Linked DNA regions of Oryzias latipes: region 1 is linked to region 2. The links are chromatin contacts, called in public Hi-C maps. All regions are on one chromosome and are shown on one strand. The core of a region is the stretch at or near the end of the contact, and the rest is flanking DNA. Distances in the headings are between cores, read along the strand shown.

What was found. Hi-C and Micro-C count contacts between places; a contact is called where the count stands out from the background.
Region 1: a contact with region 2 is called in a Hi-C map of gastrula embryo, with 1.8 times the contacts expected there. The contact joins the promoter of mettl6 here to the promoter of bbs9 in region 2. A contact is called at or near these places in 2 of 5 Hi-C or Micro-C datasets (fibroblasts and gastrula embryo).

What each region holds. Positions count from the first base shown.
Region 1 is chr16:26,174,384-26,179,402 of ASM223467v1, forward strand. mettl6 (methyltransferase-like protein 6) reads left to right here and starts at 1,385. Exons shown (of 5, transcript XM_004078332.4): 1 at 1,385-1,863; 2 at 2,257-2,391; 3 at 2,702-2,872; 4 at 3,839-3,980; 5 at 4,221-4,770. The coding sequence starts at 1,591. The coding sequence ends at 4,375. eaf1 (ELL-associated factor 1) reads right to left here and starts at 1,141. Exons shown (of 6, transcript XM_004078463.4): 1 at 893-1,141. The coding sequence starts at 995.
Region 2 is chr16:25,938,313-25,942,788 of ASM223467v1, forward strand. bbs9 (protein PTHB1) reads left to right here and starts at 3,201. Exons shown (of 22, transcript XM_011485713.3): 1 at 3,201-3,330. It overlaps nt5c3a (cytosolic 5'-nucleotidase 3A), which reads left to right. Exons shown (of 8, transcript XM_004078329.4): 8 at 40-1,449. The coding sequence ends at 141.

The DNA of each region.
Region 1 (5,019 bases), core at 135-2,634, 230 kb after region 2:
TGTTTAAAATAGGACATCACATGCATCATAAAACCCTTTTACTACAACAGCTCTGTAACACGGATGGTTTCTCTCCCAAGTCCAGCCAAAGTCTATTTTGACACACAAGTTCAAAATACAACACAGGCTTTGACTCAAAGCAATTGAATCGTTTCTTTTTTTTGCATTTCTATTTTAATTTTTGTTTACATTTTTCAAACTGTCTTCACATAACTGGTCATGGAAACAATATGATTGAACCTGAGTGAATAACAGTATGAATTTTTTTAATAAAAGTAAACAGAAAAGCTTTTTAGTGTAAATAAAATGCAATTCCAAGCCTAGGCGTCACAATAAAAGTGTTTTGGTATCAATAATAAATCCTATATTGTGAAACATCTACTTCAAACATCTACTTCAATAAAGCAACACGAATCCTCTGAGAAAAACTGGATATCTCTAAATACCACACTGAACAAGAAACACGATGAAGACTATAAACCGTTGTCCCTGCATCCAGTTGTTTTATTCAGCATTTATGCCCCAACAATCCAGATTGTGTTTATTACAACAGATAGGATCTGCATTTTATTTTGAAGGAGAATTTCAATTGCCACTCCATGTGGAGCTGGAGGCTAAAAAATGAGTCCTGGTTGGAGGCAAATATAAAAAACTTGTTTCTCACAAAAAATTAGATAAACTTTGGTGTAGTAAAATAAGTATTGGGTAGTTAATAGCATAAAGTGTAAAAGCTCAACCAAAAAAACAAACTGCTTTTATCTTCAAATGACTGAAAAGTATTGAAGAGAGTCTTGGAGAGAGAGCCTCTACATTTACAGCAGATAACCAGCCGCACTCCAGAGTTTGTTAAGAACTTAAAGGTCTTGTAAACACAACGCGGTCTCACGCTCACATCGGATGGTGTGAAAGGAAGATTTTGGCCTCTTCTCAAAGCTTTCTCCGAGCTTCAAAACATGCTCCTCTTTGTCCAGCAGCGGGTTTGTACTACCGTTCATGGTTCAGTTTGTCTAAAAGTCTAACATTTACGTATATTGGTAATAAGAAGTGAGCTAACAGTCGCAACTGGGAAGAAACAGGATAATCCAACTGGAAGATAAAACTAGCTGCAGAAGCTAACAGTTAGCAAAACATCCCTGACGTCACTGTGCTCTCTTTTGATTTTGGTTCGACTATGAACTACCTCTAAGATCAGACGGCGGCAAAAACTGTGATAAAACTTGGTTGTCTTATTAAATGATAATTTGCATTTAGATTAGTTTTTTATCAAACAGAATTATTTTAGTACATTTTAGTTTCATAAACAATTTATATAAAAAGCCAGATGGCAACGCGGAATGCAATTACGTGCACTCATCGGAAGGATTTCGTGAACGTACACAACAGAGGAAATGAAAAGAATTGTTTGAAATTGAAGTAGGGTTTTTTATTGTAGATTTAGCTTATTCAACCTTTTATTTTATATTGTTTTATTGAAAACGTAATAAACTGCATAAATGTTCAGGAATAACAACTGAAAATGTCGTAAATTAATGACTTTGTACAAAGAAAGACGGAAAAAAATCTCCAAAAACTTTAAAGCAGCGTGGAAATATGATGAACCGAGCCGAAGATACCGAGTCTACGGACGACACACCAACATGCCTGTCCGGACAAACGAAAACATCTTCCTCCAGAGATTTAACCCAGGAGGAGCAGGGTAGATTCAAAACTGAGCGAGTTCTTGTATCTGAGTTCAAACAAATAAAACTGGAGAAAGAAGCTCGAAAAAACTGGGACTTGTTTTACAAAAGAAACGCCACAAATTTCTTCAAAGACAGACACTGGACAACCAGGGAATTTGAAGAACTCAAAGAGTGTCGTGAGGTAAGATTACTTTTATACATGGACTTACCAGTCTTCATCTGTTTCTATTTCTTGTTTTATACTCACAAAATAAATAATCTTCTATTTAACATGTAGAACATTCTATCTATCAAATAGGGATTTCTTTCTTCTTCTTCAGATTATTTATAAATGTTAAATTATCTAGTAATTACGCCATTTTTTAAAACCCTAAATCATATATTAATTAATAAATTAAAATATATTAATATGAATAATATATTCACATTAATTACTTAAATGTAATATTAAAATATTAAACTATACTCTATTTATGCTTCTTTAAAGTTTAAGATGCTGAAAAATATTGTAGGTCAGATGGCCAAACAAGCTTATTAAACTAATGTCCAGTTATTCTTGTGCTTTGCTTCACAGTTTGAGTCCCAGAAGTTGGTTTTGTTGGAAGCTGGCTGCGGCGTGGGAAACTGCCTCTTTCCTTTGCTGGAGGACGACCTCAACATATTTGTTTACGCCTGTGACTTCTCCCCACGAGCTGTTGAGTTTGTAAAAGTGAGGCATTTCCCACAACAACTTTGTTCTTATTATAATGTCTTTATAAGCCTTGTCCTATATTTTCTTCCCTTTTTTCCTCCTTTATATTGCTTCATTTTAGAAAGTTTTTTTATTTGAACTTATGTAAAACTGAGTACCAAAGTATTTTCTTTATTTTGTAAATATCACACAAATTGTCACTAAAGATGTTAATTTTTTCATCTGTAGAAGTTTCAAACCATCTTGAGGCACTTTCTATAACTTAGAAAAAGGGAACTACATCAACTTTATGGTATAAATAACACTTTTTTGTTCTTTTATTTTACAGCAAAACCCTCTATACTGCCCTGAGCGCTGTTGTGCCTTCCAGTGTGATTTAACCAAAGATGATCTGACAGGAAATGTTCCGGAGGGAAGCGTGGATGTTGTCACTCTTATCTTCGTCCTGTCCGCCGTTCATCCAGAGAAGATGAAGCTGGCTTTGGAGAACATTAACAAGGTAGTAGCAAAGAGAAAAGAATGGAAAGCTTCATTTTCCTGCTGTTTTAGAAATGAGATGTTTCAGGTGATGTTCAAGAATAAAAATTAAGGTCTGTTGCACTTTTGTTTGTTATTCAACATTTCAATAAGAAACACGTAAAAATACAAGCAACACGTGTCCAAATGTTTGTTGTCACATGGTGTAGTAACGACTAAAAGACTGATTGCTTCAGATTTAGTTGGTTTTTCAACCAAGACCAAGAAAGAATGTGGTCATAATTTTCACTGACTCTGTTGTTTCTTTACCGGCTCCCAGTTATGGAATAATATTCCTCCAGAGCTGCATTTGATATCACACCTAAACAGTTATAAACTTCAACTGAAGACTTCACTATTTAGACTTTTAATACTCAGTAGTTGGTGGCTCATTATTTTCCTTTCCTCTTTTTTTATCTGTCTTTTATATATATTGCTTTATGCAGTTTTAATATTTTTGTTCTTAAACTGCTAAAACAAAAATTATCTGACTTTTTCTTGTAAAGCACTTAGGCACCTTGGTGGTGTTGTAAAGTGCTTAGGAAATAAGGACTGATTCACTTATTCTGACTTCAGACTGACATGTTTACAAGCTTTAATGAGCAGGGTGAACCTGCAGGCATCATTTTGGTCCTTTAAAACTTACCAAGTCAAAAATGTCTTCTTCATAACGATGGTTCCAGATGCCTTTAGACCTAATATATAAAATCAAAAAGGAATCAAATCAATTTCCCCTGACCGGACATGTCATCTCTAGAAAGTCTCAAAAACTTTTGTTTTTTACTTTCAGCAAAGTTTAAAATTTAATTCATACCTTTTTACTCTTTTTTTTCTTTTCTTGTTATGCTGCATATAAACAGTTTTTTTCTTGATAACATTCTATATATCTATCTCTATATATATGTATATAAACTGAAACCTTTGTATGTTCTTTGCATGTGGAATAAAGGTGTTGAAGCCTGGCGGCGTCGTGTTGTTCAGGGACTACGGCCTGCATGACCACGCCATGCTCCGCTTTAAAGCCGGCAGCAAGCTCGGGGAAAACTTCTACGTCCGTCAGGATGGAACCCGGTCCTACTTCTTCTCAAAGGGTAAGTTGTTTCATATTTTAGCTTCCAGTATATGAAAATGTTTGTTGATGATTTGTGACAGAAAATCTACCATATCTATAGATGGTAAGAATACTCTGAAATTAAATAGCAAAGCTTGAACAGGTATTCTAACTATATTGATCATTTAGTACATTTTTGTCTGTAAATTCCTTCATTATCTTTCACCTCTTTATGTCTTGTTGCTTCATTTTGACATATTTACTCTTGATCTTTTGTCAGAGCATCTGGCTCAGCTGTTTAAAGAGGCTGGCTTTGTGTCTGTGGTGAACGACTACGTCCTGAGAGAAACGGTCAACAAGAAGGAAGGGCTTTGCGTCCAGAGAGTCTTTTTGCAGAGTAAATTCACCAAAGCCGCTCTGCCTCAAGTTTCCTGATGTGTCTAGGATTTTTATATTTGTTTTATTCTGGAGAAATGTTCAGAACTTTGAACTGCTCAGACATGAAAGGAAAAAATCATGAAACTTGGCAGCACAACATTCACACGATGAGATTTTTTAAACGATTTTTCTGTGAAATTAAGAAAATGAGGGAGAAGAACTACGTAAACTGCATTCTAGCTTGGAAAATGTGCACATTTCTTTAGCCGTTTAAAAGATGATCTTGTTCCTGTAAAAATTCAAAAACTGTAAAATATTAAAGCCTTGCACATCAGTAGGCCTTTTCCTAACCTCTGACAAGAGTTTAACACGTTCAATATTTCTCTGAGGATTCTCTGTTTTGTGAGCAAATATTGAAACATTTGTACAATAAAAAATGTTTGCCCTTTCAACGGAGTTCAGGTGAACCTTTATTGATTTCAATAGTTTTAATCTTCTGTTTCATTTGACTCAGACAAACACTGGCAGGCAAAAGTTTTTGAACACCTTATAGTTTTTTGTGGAAAATGATTTAGTGTGATGCCTTATAGAACTTTGAAAGTGGAAAAGGAACAAAAATCTTCTGGAATCAGTTTATAGACTTAAATGTTCTCTAAACTTAAACCACAGCAGATCCACTAGCTTCCATCCCGGTCTCTGCT
Region 2 (4,476 bases), core at 1,951-4,450:
CCCTGACAAACCTTTCTTTTTTCTTTTTTACCTCCGCAGGTGGAGGAGCGGCTGGACAAATACCTGGACTCTTACGATATTGTTCTTGTGAAAGATGAGACTCTGGAAGTGCCCAATGCTATTCTCCAGAAAGTTCTATAACTCCACTGAACCACATCTCAAGCAGATCCCTTCTTTTCTTATCTGCATCCTCTGTCAGGACATTTAACCTCGCCACTCTTCAGAGATGACCAGCATTTTTTCTCAGCACCAAGTCCTTTCCACGCCTCCGTTTTAGCAACATTCTGAGATTATAGATTTCCTATGTAAACAATTTTAAAAGTCATCACAGCACCAACAGCTTGTCTAGACTGTTTTTATCTATTTCTCATGTTTGTTTATGTGGTAGTTTTCCAAAGAAGAAGAGTGAGCTTTAAAAAGATCACAACCTTTGCCAGTTTTAAGTTTGCACAGTACAAATAATATTTTTTCATTTTTTTTATTATTTTCACACTTAAATATAGATATTTTTTAAAAGACTTTAAGTTTTAGCTATATCCCAGCATGCCTTTCACCAAGGTCTAAAATCATGTGACATAGCTGCTGCAAATTCATCTAGTCACTGTTTCAAAATTAGAACATTATAAGAATAAACTGCACAAAATCTGAAAAAAGCAGCATTTCTATAAACAATAGAGAGCAATTCCTTTTATAAAGGATTTGAAAAAAGTATTTCAAAAATGTCTTGCCTTTTATTTAAATGCAAGATTGTAACAATATTATAAGAAAAGTGTTGCCTGGAAGGGAAAAGATGAACACTTGTTGTACGTGTTTTAGTTTGATGGTTGTTCAACCCGCTTGTTGTGCAGAAATGCCATGTTTACAAAGTGTTTTTTTTTACCCCAAATGTGTTCATTTGATGTCAGTTTTACAGACAGATGATGGTTAATTTACTGGTACATTAAAAATATATGAAGTAGATTTATTTTTTGTCCATCTTCCTCTGACATTTTAGTCTTCATGTCATGCGTATGCTGACCTCTAGTGGTCATGATAAGGATTTACAGTCAGTAAAATCACACAATACTGCTGTAACAATAAAACAATAAAAAACAAGTGTTTAAGCTGAGCACTACCTCGAAAAACATTCATTTTTCAGTAGATTTGAAATAAAAATGTCTGTTTTGTTTGACGTGGTGTCGAAAGTTTTCCTCAGGCTTGTATATTTGCTGCTACCACCTGCATGTTGCCTTCAATGTTTAAAGTGAAAGATCTATGAGACTAAAAAATGTTATCTCTGTTAAATGCAGTCTAATGCAAAACTGTAATTGTGAGGTTTATGGACAGTCATATTGTTTGACTGCATCTGAGTTACCAGGTTTTGACGGGTGCATTTTTTCAAATAAAATGATGGATTTTGATGGCTTTAAAAAAATATACAATAAATACGTATTTTGTGAGGTCGTTAAACCGGGTAAGTTTTCTTTTTTTCCACTTTTTATTGAGTCAATTTTCACTCACTAGAAATAAAACAGCTGTTCATTTTTTTTTTTATTCACTTCCATTTTGTCACAGTGAAACCCAAAATTGACTTTTCCGTGATGGCTGAATAAACATAATTTTAACATAATTACTTTTTTTCTTAAGTTTCAATAAATAAAGCTGTTTTTTATTTATAACAAAATTTGGAGATAAAATTATAGCAAATTATCGAATTCTTAAAACTAAGATTTTCCCGAATTTCTTCTGTTTTCTATTTATTATTATTTATTTATTGCCTTGAGTAAAATGACGGAAAAGACGACACAAACCAACAAAAAAACCACAAAAATGGAGGACGGATATAGGATGAAGTTTGTTTTCTGTAAGCCAAGTGCACAAAGGCCCTTTCGTTCTTAAAAACAAAAAAACAAATTTAAACCAAAAAAAAACAAAACCCCCCTTTTTTTTTTTTACCTTTGAATGAATAGTTATGTCATTTTCTATTGTTAGGCGTTACATTTTGGCATTTCAGTAACAAAAAATCTTTATCGCTGAGGGTCGTTGTTGTTTCTTAACCAACTTTGAACACTTTTATTTTGAAAACCGGAAGTTGTTTTTTCTTTCTTTTTCTTTCATTATTGAAATACAATCGTTACAAAGACATGCGCGTGCACACACACACACAAACGTATGCTTATGCAAAAATATATCAATCTTTCAGCATAAATTAAATTTCAATGGAATTAACAATCTGTACCCTAGATCAGTAACCATTCTGTAGCAAATTTACAAATGTCATAAGATTTGAGTTCTGACCATATTTCAATGAGGATAAATACAGTCTGACTTACTTTTTAAAGCACCGAAAATTCGGCCAATCTTTTTTCAAATTTTTTTATGAATACGACATTTTCCCAAAATCAGGAGGATGTTCACTTGTGTTGGTGTCTCTTTTGACAACTTACTGTTACAAAACAAAATATCTTCTTGTGTGAATTGTATGAGGTTAATTTTCTCACTAAGCCAGTTGTGAAAATCTTGCCAGAAGCTTTGGGTCACTGGACATGAAAAAAAAAAAAAATAGCTGTTGTGTTGTTTCTGAGGCTGTATGACAGAAATCACACGGATCAACCTCAAAGCCAAATCTACTCCTTAACGTCTCTGCTGATGGATAATAATTGTTTTTTTTTAAGCATTTCTTTAATCTTGGGGACTACGGGCCATTTCATGAATTTCCATTGTTGGGCATCCGATGTGACAGATGCGTCAGTTATTTTATATTTAACTTTTCTTTTAAAGTCCTGGTATCATTGACCTTTAAAGGGTTTGTTTAGATATTTATTATCACATTTTTTTCAGTAAGTTTTTTTTTCACCTATTACTAAAATTGGGTAGTTTAACTTGAACATTGGAAGACAATATTGCATTTTTTATCAAATAAAGCAATTGGAATTTCTCTGAAACTATAGAGTCAGGATTAGCTATAAAGTCTTTTCACCATTTTATTCTAAAAGTTCCAACCATTGATTCAGAATCAATTTTCTTCATACCTCCCAAATTATATTCCTTAATTAGTTTAGATTCTCTGATGTAATTGGTCTTATTTCTCCAAATAAATGTATAGATAAGTGAGTTAATTTTTTTTTATATTATTTGAGTTATCAACAAAAAAACTTACACCTCTTGACCAGGTGGGCAATACGAAACTCGGTTACCCATCAGCCGCTTCTCTTTTTCCGCTCATGCGCACAAGCGCATAGCTCCTCCGCTTAGCGTCAGTGTCATGACAACAGGACGATGGCTCCAAGAGGGTGAGAGATGTGATGTTTGTGTGAACGAAGTGGAACGAGGAAAAGCGGTTCTTTAACGGTGAGAAACCCACAAACAAAGACGGCTTTGTTGCATCGATAACGGACATAGAGTGGAGAAATTAGCAGCGGTGCTCCGGACGTGTTAGCTTTAACCCAGGAAACTTGGAGGGCTAGCCGTGTAGCCACAGCTAAGCTAAAGACAAGTTAAATCAGCTGGCTTGGTATTAGCTGCAGGTAAATCACCTGTTGCCACCCACGACGCCGCAGATCTCAAGTGTATTTTTTTCTTAGGTTACCACACAGAGGAAGATGAAAGCTTATAGGAAAAAGGGAATTTTAACCGTTAACCAGTAGAATTTGGTGTGTTTCTTTTGTTAGTGTAATAATGTTAAACGTTTAGCTGTTTTCACTTAATAATCTGCAGTGCTGTGACGATATTACTTCAACAGATATAATATTAAACATAAAGCAAAGTCATTCATTACATAATCCTTAAAATGACCATTTTGTCATTTAGAAACACATTAATCTGAAGCAAACTTGATTGATTTCTGGTGACTTATGACATGTTTTTTGTTTTAAGAAAGTAGTAATCTGATTACATAGACCTGCATTTCTATGTTTTGCAGTTTGTCTCAGAACTAAAGATGCAAATTCTGCTTTAAAATGGTCTTATTCAACACAAACCTTTGAGATTATTTAACGTTTCAACCTTTTTATTTGCTTTTTCAACCAATTTGATTTATTTCACTCACAGTAACTGGACTTGAATGCTCATTCAGATCTTTTAGGCCGTGTGCTGTAGATAGGAAGGATTCTTTCTCTCTGGATTAAGAGCCTGTTCCATCGGCTCAGCATTTAGCAAGGAGAAAAGCTGCTTGCCCCCACCCACTCCTCCCTCCTCTTCGACCTCCGAGCTCACACGCTCAATCCTGAGGTCATGTGACCTCCAGGCTCCTTTGCATTTGGCTGCAGTTTTCCTGCACACATCACCTGAAACTATAGTTTTCCATAATGTTCCTTTTAGAAGATGACTCTCAAGAATAACAATCAAAGGTTTTAGCTCTGAGGTCATCTAATGTTTTTTCTCTTATTCCTGATAACGTGTAGAAACGGAACAAAAGTATATATTTTTGTGAAAATATTAGTTTTCTTTAGGAGTTGCATGCTGTGCTATTTTCCAGGAAACAATACTGATCTGCTT